2 separate regions of the Dromaius novaehollandiae genome follow, and region 2 is linked to region 1. A link is a contact called in public Hi-C data. All regions are on one chromosome and are shown on one strand. Each heading gives the region's core, a stretch centred on a gene start, on an enhancer-like site or on the middle of the called end of the contact. The rest is flanking DNA. Distances are from core to core; before and after follow the strand shown. Region 1 holds the start of CDC123 (cell division cycle 123). Region 2 overlaps CAMK1D (calcium/calmodulin dependent protein kinase ID).

The links. Hi-C and Micro-C count contacts between places; a contact is called where the count stands out from the background.
Region 2: a contact with region 1 is called in a Hi-C map of ovary, with 2.7 times the contacts expected there. The contact joins the enhancer-like site here to the promoter of CDC123 in region 1. A contact is called at or near these places in 3 of 4 Hi-C or Micro-C datasets (brain, liver and ovary).

The regions. Positions count from the first base shown.
Region 1 is chr1:3,639,693-3,643,966 of bDroNov1.hap1, forward strand. It overlaps CDC123 (cell division cycle 123), which reads left to right and starts at 2,529. Exons shown (of 13, transcript XM_026119288.2): 1 at 2,529-2,734; 2 at 3,526-3,597. The coding sequence starts at 2,661. It overlaps NUDT5 (nudix hydrolase 5), which reads right to left and starts at 2,514. Exons shown (of 10, transcript XM_064503815.1): 1 at 2,303-2,514; 2 at 25-76.
Region 2 is chr1:3,823,796-3,828,261 of bDroNov1.hap1, forward strand. The region is part of intron 2 of CAMK1D (calcium/calmodulin dependent protein kinase ID); the gene reads left to right. Among named protein-coding and RNA genes, the nearest start is that of CAMK1D, 120 kb to the left of the region's middle. Within about 2 kb of position 3,011, at least 1 of the 2 cell types and tissues checked has open chromatin away from gene starts, as enhancers often do.

The DNA.
Region 1 (4,274 bases), core at 1,279-3,778:
AACAATGTCTCATATTCTCCTCACCTGGGATTTAAGAGATGTAGCTGAACACTGGTCACGGTATCTTTCTGTGACTCTGAAACATGAGATCAAACTTTGCATTAAACCTATGCAAAAGAGCAGCCCAGTATATCAGTTCCAGGAGGTTCCTGGTCATTCAGAAGAGTCAAAGTCGGCTGGATGCCCTAGGCAACCAGCTATAAAACCCTCACATCTCCTACCACCAAAACTGGCGTGCTTTTCAGTCCAGTTCACCTGTGTTTGGGCAGAATTGTAGCCTTTTTGGCTGACGACAGATACATATCAAGAGAACAGACAGTAAACTATATCCTTCTCAAACTTTTTTTGGACAGGCTAAATAAGTTTTCCTCTTTTAGTCTCCTCTCACAAGAAATCCCGCTCCATTGATCACACTAATCTTTCTGTATCAGTAGATCTTTCTCAAACATGGATTACCAGAGTTGTACCCAAAATCCCATGAGGAGCTTTATTAATGCTTCGTAGAACAGTATTAATACTTTCTTATATCAATTACAAATACATCCTAGGACTTCATCTCATGACAGAAGCTCTTTTCAACACAGCTTGTTCTCATCTGCAGGAGACAGAGTCCAGAACAGTTTGCCATGAAAATTACAAAAAAATTAGTGAAGACAGCTTCAGTGTTTTGAATTACCACCAAAACTTAAAACAGGTGAAAATGAGAGGAAGACCCCTTTGTTTCAGCTTGTGTAGTTTTGATCTTCTCCACTAGTGGGTGCAATAACTCTATGAGTGACATTTTAAAAAGTTCTCCAAAAAAAGTTATTTTCCCATATTCAGTTGACTGTATAAAAGTGAGAATTTGTGTTATTAGAAAGCTGAAATACCATTTGGGTAACTGAAGGCTGCAGTTCTGGAAGGTACTCAAGACAATTCAGATTTCATAAGCAAAATTAGCTGCAACTGAACATTAAATCAAAAGGTGCAATGAAAAAAAAATCTATGTTAGGTTTCAGAGTAGACATCGTCCTGCAGTCCTCAGACGGGCAGCTTCTTTTACCCCATAAAACTAGCACTGTATCATTTGAGTGAAAATCATAAAAAGCTAGCAGGGCAGCCTGGGAACTTGACTACTTGATCCACGATGAGATGAACTCTACGAATGTAACTTTTTAATAGTTATCAGTGCAATTTTAAGAATAGGCCAAAATAGCCAGGTTTATCACCCTTCGTAGCATGAATCAATAGTACTTGCATTCTAAACTATGAAAAAGTATTTGGCCTGCTTATACCTCCTCTGATGGCTTTCACAGCTAATATTACGGGTATTATAGGACATTACTGACAAATCATGCTACCTGCCCCATTTACCTCTTGTGGGGTCAAATTCAGGCCCGAAAAAGTCACGCCATTCACAGATGGTGTAACTTTATCCTCATTGCTTATTCTCTTATGGAATGACTTCCTTTGAAGGCATCTTCCAACCCTCTGACATCAGTTTCAAAATTACCCTTCCCAGAAGTTAAAATCTTAAGCCAAGTGAGGCCTACACGCCTGCTTACAGAACAGCCATGCTACTGGGGCTTCACATCAATCTATCCAAGCCACAGTCGATGGATTAGCTTTTCTATATCACTTTTCAGAAGGTTTTATCTGACCCAAACTATGTACCCCAGTTGACAACCACAAGTTTTAATGGGAACTCAGCCACGGTGTCCTCAGACAAGCTCAGGGTGGAACAAAATAAAAAAAAGTTAATATCTGAGGGTCTCTTTCAAAGAACACGCAGAAGGGACCCTGTCAACTACTTTATGGACAATTTAACCAGCAGCATTTTAACATACGTGTGCTCAGGATAAACGTAACTAAAAACCTCTAAGTCACTTTAATCCAAAATTAACTTGCTACCATCAGTCTGTGCACTCACATCTCACCAGTTTGAATCTAAAAACAAAACCAATTAATTAGCAGAAGTTGATGGGAGAGAGGGAGAAGGGAAAAGCTACGTGTGTGGGGGGGGGGGGGGGAAGGATCGTTTTTGTCCTTATGTTTAGCAGCGTGGATGGCCCACGTGGCACTGAAAAAAATATGGGAAAATAACTGTTTCTTGCCCTATAGATGAAGAGAAAAAAAGGAAAATACAGGGAGCGTTTCACCCAGCCCTTCACCCAGAGGTGGCCGGTAACCGTCAGCCCTCGGCGGCCCCAGCAGGAAGGGTAAGAAGACACAGGAGCAAAGGAAGAGAGACAGCGGCAGAAGTCACCGGGCTTCAAATGGACGTGTCCCCCCCGCCCCCCCCGGGACACGGGCGCGCACGTACGAGACCGCGACAGGGCCCGGCAGCCGCGGGCCGGGGCGAGCCGCAGCCCAGCGGCGCAGGAGGCCCTCGGGAGCGGGACGGCGAGGAGCGAGCGCAGCCGGGGCTGCGGCCGGGCCAGCACCGAGACCCGGCACCGAGCGGCAGCGTCGGCGGCCGAGGCGAGGCGAGGCGAGGCGAGGCGGTTGAAGCCGGGTGCGCCGCCGCTCTGGGTCCGGGTCCGGGTGCGCCACCGCTCCCGGTCCGGGTGCGCCGCGGGCTGCAGTGGAGGTTCCGGGCGGAGCGGGCGCTTCCGGGAGCGGCGGGGCGAAGCGGGCCGGACCGGACCGGACCGGACCTGACCGGACCGGACCGGGGGAGGATGAAGAAGGAGCAGGTGGTGCACTGCCAGTTCTCCGTGTGGTACCCGCTCTTCCGGGCCGTCACTATCCGCAGGTGAGGGCGCCGGGGCCGGGAGCTCGGGCCGCGCTGGGGGCCGGTTCGGGCCTGGTTCGGTTGGGGCGTGTGGGGCCGGGCCGGGGGGAGAGAAACTACCAGCCGGGGCTGGAGCTGACTGACCGTATCGAGTGCAGGCCCCTGTCGTTGCCCAAGGAAACAGAGGCTGAAAGCTGCTGAACAGAGTAACGGAGCTCCTGTTTCGGGATATTCCTGAAAATTGTAGATATTTCTGCAGTGTCAGGGCAAAGACCCACTGCGGTAACACAGAACGAGCCGTAACTTGGGAAAGTTAAATTCAACGTGGCGCTGATGCATAAAAAAAGCTGTAAGGTCAGGTGTTTAGCAACAAGAGCGTTTGTTCCCTCATGATTTTTAATATTTAAAACGTGTATTTTTGGCCGATTCAGTGATAGTCATGTGGTTTTTGAATGTGCAGCTGGTACAGGGAAATATAGTTTTGGATCTGAGAAACCAAGCGTTGGTTTTGAACAGCGTGTAGTGTCCTGTCTCCTGCCTCAGCTGCATGCACACTCAGAATTTCTTAGGGTTTTGAAGCAAGAAGAAGGTATTTTTACGCATTTCACTTAACATTTCTATATCTTTCCTTTTCCTCTGCCTCCCTGGGGTGGGGGGAAAGGAGTTGCTTTTTGGGAAAGGATGAGAAGTGAGAGTTTTCCACCGCGTAAGAGAACAGAACGTATCATTACTGAAATATGTTCTATTAACAAATATTATTTTTATTTAACTTGAACGAATTTATTATTAAAGTTATTTTCTTGTTTCTCCAGTGTTATACTTCCCCTGCCAGAGAATGTGAAAGAATATTTGCTGGATGATGGAACGCTTGTGGTTTCTGGAAGGTAAAGAGTGTTGTTTCTACCCTCCACCCCTTCAATTATTAATGCTATTTTGTATTCACAGTACTATTTTGTATTTGCATTTAATAATTTCTGTAATGAATTTTGCAAATTTGACCAGTCTGGCTGCAGTAAACTGAACACTGTGTGGACGGGCTATAGGTAAACACATGAAGGTGTGTATTAGCTAACATGTAGCTGTTGTTAGTAGTAAGATTTGACTTGATAGTGCCTGGTATAGATCCTAAAATTCATGTAATACTCTCAATTCTAGACCAACTGGGGACAGTTTTCTTGAGTTTTCTCTGCCTTTTCGTGCAGAACCTACCTACTTTTCAGGTTTTGGTGCACAGCCTGCGAATCTGTGTTTGGTTGCTGTGGTACAGTTGGCTCCGATTCTGTGGCTTGGCCTGTGCTGCACCACTCGCATGCCTGCAGCCTTATTCAGCAATGATGTGTCATTACTGGAGTTTAATTCTCAATAAGATGAACTAAATTAAATATAAAATCTTACTGATTATTGAGCTTGTATAATCATTTGATAACATATAATCTGTGCATGTGACTAGGCCCGAATGTCCCAGGATTTTTGGTTGTAGAAGGGTGGGGTAAATGGATATGAAAAACAGTAGTCAAGAACTGTTCTTACTGTTTCAAGTTCTCAAAGAACTTTGTTCTTT
Region 2 (4,466 bases), core at 1,761-4,260, 180 kb after region 1:
AGGCTAGGAAAGAACATTATAGCAGATATTCAACTCTTCATTCACTATCAATAATGAGGGTTTCTCATCTAGTGATCCAAGGTAGCGGAATGGTTGCTCTGTTGACAGTCAGATACTCCACGGATTACTCTTACAAAAGTGTTAATCATATTGTTTAAGGTAATGTTTTTAAAGGTTTTTGCAAATGCAGCCTCCTTTTTCGTTCATCTGTCATTGTATGAAACCCCTTCAGTGCAACCCACCTCAGCCCAGGAGTTGCTCACCACCTTTAATTGCCTGTAGCTGCTCAAGTCTTCCAAGCAAGGGAGTGGGAATTGGCTATAATTACTGGCTGCACATGTAAATCCACACTCCTCCACACTGGAAAAACAGAGCTGCTGCCAACAAGCCAAGATGGTTCATTTTTTTTGGCTGAGATGAAACCACTACTTTTATCGTTTTTACCTTTAACGATTAATTCATCATTAATTTGTTCATTTGTTTTGATGTGTTTCAAATTAAACAATCTGGAGGTTTTGCTCAAACTTTGCAAGCCTTTTTGAACCCTGCCAATTGTGATCTGCTGCTTGGAAAACATCATTCTAATGGCTTGATCTACTTGTCATGAAAATCAGGGATATTCCTCACGGGGATGTCGTTCAAAATGGGGATATTTTCCTTGGCTTAAAGGGACTGCAGATCATATTCTAGGAATCCAAGCGTTTTAGAAGGTTTTTTCGTCCTAATCTTCCTGTTAGGGCTGCCAGTTTTTGTAGTACAAGATGCAGAACCTCAGGCTCTTTGTCTTTAAAAACTACTGAGCAGCCTTTTTGTGAAAATGCTTGAGACAAGTGCTTATTTTCGCACCTAAAATAAGCAGTTGGACACAATGTCAGGACCTAAGTCCAGGTGTGCAATGTAGGAATCCCTCGTTCTTATTATGGAGGCGCCTACATTAATTTGGTACCTTTTCTGGGGGATTATAATGTTACACTAGTGCCTAAGTGAATACCCATGCATCTGCAGGTGATGTTTTGCGTTTGAGCTCTGTTGTGATCCAGATATGAGGCAGAACAGGGCATAACCTGAGCCTGTGTCCCAGCAAGGCAGAGAGCCCATGGGCTCCCTCACAGCATGCTTAGCTATGAGGTCCTCAGCATGAAGTCCATCGCAACGGCTGGAGTCAACCATTGTTTCAAAAACAGTCCTGGTGCTGCCATCAGCCTCCCTTTTGCACCATACTTGATGGTTAGAGGGTGCCTCCAGTAGCAAAACGGATTGCCTCTAGGCCTCCTCATCCTGAGGAGGTTCAAATAGCTCTCTCCCAATTCCCAGGAGGGAACCAAGCCATGTTTTAAGATGAGTAAGCAGGACCCCTTCCCAGGCTCTAAGCTGGGCTGCTGTGGACAGTGGGTCAAGAAGACATGGCAGCATGTAGAGTACTGGTAAGGAAATCCCCCGGGTAGTCAAGAAGCCAGGCCAGTCTACTCACAGGATCCTGTGAAACTAGAAATGGAGACAAGGATTACACTGTCAGGGAGTGTATCATGTGGCAGGGCACAGAGCAGAAATTGTGAGGTGTATGTGGATAGGTTTTGTCACAGCTGGAAAGTGTTACAGCTGCTTAACTACACAGCTCAGGTTTCTTGTTGTGAAGTGTCTCCAGCTTGACATTATCACAGCGCTATCTCATGGGAATACTTTATGAACATGGTACATAAGGCTGGCATTTGAGATAGATGACATACCGTGCAGGGGAAGCAAGTCTATTGAAATTGTTTGGGTCTTGAAAAATTTCTGGATATTCACCCTTGAGAGCTTAGAATAACAGGAGATCGCAGAGATGATGGGTAGGGTCTGAAAGACGAGGTGGGGAGAGGACAAGTGCTACAAGCATGCGCCAAGGGCTCCTGCCACCTCCTCACCCCTTCTACTGCTTGTGGGGGGTTATACCCCAGTTTTCCAAAGCAGCCAGGATCGTATGATCATGTTTCCTATCTGTTCCGGGTAATCACACAGAAGAATGGAGATCTTAAAGATACTAATTTCCTGCAACTGTTGTGAGCAGTCTGTGGTTTGGAGACCACGTGTGACCCCAAAGTTCAGCTCTGTGGCCTTGCAGCCACACACCGGTTTGGTTTAGCTAATTGGGCCAGCGGTTCAGTGTCCGAGCGCTGAGGGCAAGGCAGCAGGCATCTGCCTTTGGACGAGAATTTCCTCCTCCAGTCAATAGGTCAAATAAAGCGAGATAGGTGAAGTAGGGGCGGCAAAAGGTGTTGCAGTGGAAGGAAATTAGGAGAAAGTCAATAATGCCTTTCGACCAGCAACATTTCAGTTGTTGCAGTTCAGTTGCAGTTTCATGAATATGAGTTCTCTTCCATTCTTAATGCAAAGGACTGTTCAGTACTGAATCCAGTAAACCTCCAGGTCTATCTAACAAGAAAATTAAGTATATAGCTTAAAAAAGAGCAATGTAAGTGCAGGTGACATTTGTCTGGTTTTGTTCACATTCCTCCTCTGTCTGTAGCTGAGGTTTCTCTGTGTTTCACATTATTTGCAGGTGTGTTTGTGCATGAGAGAAGGGGAGACTGCTGAACTGAAAATGCTGGAGAGCAAAGTCCTCTCAGCATCCAGAGAACCTATTGCCGCTGCAATACCAAATACATGGTGGCTCCAGGAGGGAGCAGTGCGTTGCATATGGAGTAACAGAAATTAATCTCAGTGGCCAGTCAGTCTTCTAGCTTTCTTCTAAAGCTGCCTCTGAAGCTGTCCGTTTCAAGCAAGGGTCTGATCTGGGGACATCTGATAGCCTTTTATCTGCCAAGGGCTGCTGAACCCTCAGAGGATGCTAATCCAAGGCTACTCTCCCCAAGTACAAAGACAAACATCTTTGTTTTCCTCTGAAACTCTACTGCAAGCAGCCCCTCTCTGTGCAAGTCGTGGCATTTTCTTCAGAAATGCTTGGGGCTACCTCTCATGGCTGCTTGAAGTCATTGCGTACAGTGCCGTCAGTCGGTACACTATTTTCAGACCAAACAGTGGCGATATAAAATGCATTCCTGTTGGGCAGACTAAAACCATTAAGGAGAGGAAAGGACTCAATTTGGGATATAAAATCCCAGACGGTAGTCTGACGGGGCCTTTAAGTTCTGGAGGGGAATGAAGCAAGCAGGTGTTTTCTATCACATGCCCTGGGGGAAGAAGGCTTACGTGGCCACTCACTGCATGTGCTTTTCCCTCGTAACTCCTGCAGCTGGTTGTTGATATCAACCAGATACATCAGAGAGGGGGAATTCTGCATGATATTTAGTTCCCACAAAAAACAGGCAATGAGATAGAGGAGGGAGACCTGTCTGAGGGTGGAATGGGTGCTAGGAATTCACCTTTTCTAAAGTACCAGAGTATTCACATGTGAGAGAACCTGATAAATAACTTTACCTGTGAAAAAAGCCTAGGTTGGAGCTTGCACTTCTTATTTTCATGCCAGAAAGTCTGCATGGGAGGGAAACCTGGACAACGGGAGAAATGTCATACTGAGCTCTAATCACGCAGATATCAGTGGGGAGTATGCATCTGCAAAATACCCATCCTGGAAGAAGTTTGGGGACCACGGAATAGAAAAGGGAAGGGGCAGAGTTAAAGATATAGTGCCTCCCATTGACCACATCCGGGCGGTTTTCAAAGGTCCTACTTATAAGAGTTGGAATGGCAATTTAAATGCTTCCCTTGGCCAATGGCTGAATTCCTCAAACTGAGTAGCCCACATGCTGCTGGCAAAACACTCTGCAGCAGATTATGGGTGTATGTGGCAATAACATTCGGTTGCACAGGCATTTGGTTGCACAAAAGATACATATCCTTACTGACTCAGGTTTTGTTAGTTCTGGCTTTCACAAAATTATGTGTGCTTTCTTGTGGCATTTTATCCGTGATGTGTGCTGTTCATGGAGGTGCAGCGTTAAATGTCATGCCTTGCAAATGTACCGCTCTGGCTGGGAAAGAGCTGTTATGTCGGCAACCTGCCCTACTTAAACGGCTCTCTTGTTTGCTCAAGGTTTTTTGTATAGTGTTCTTCTAAACGATCCTGGTTTTCAGTGCAGAAGTTTGTTAAATGTGATAGATGTTAATATAAGTGATTCAATCATAGTTTATACTACGCCTTTGCAGCTAGGATTCTTAGCGTGTTTTCCTGGCAGCCCGGCAGCCAAAGCAACAGCAGAAGCAAGGTCCTCTGCTTTCATCCGTACAGAGTGCTACCCCTCTAATTAATGATCTGGAGCAATATGCAACCAGTTTTCGTTCAGCTGCTTGGCCTCCAGGATGGTCTGGAGCTGGCAGGGATGTACAGGACACTGAGTCATTAAAGGATTTAGTTACCCTTCTTGTACATCAACTTCCATATTGTAATTCTTGCTTCTGAATAGCAACCTCCAGCCAAAGTCCACGGAGTACATTGATTTTGTTGCAGACGTTGAAGTGAGTTTCGT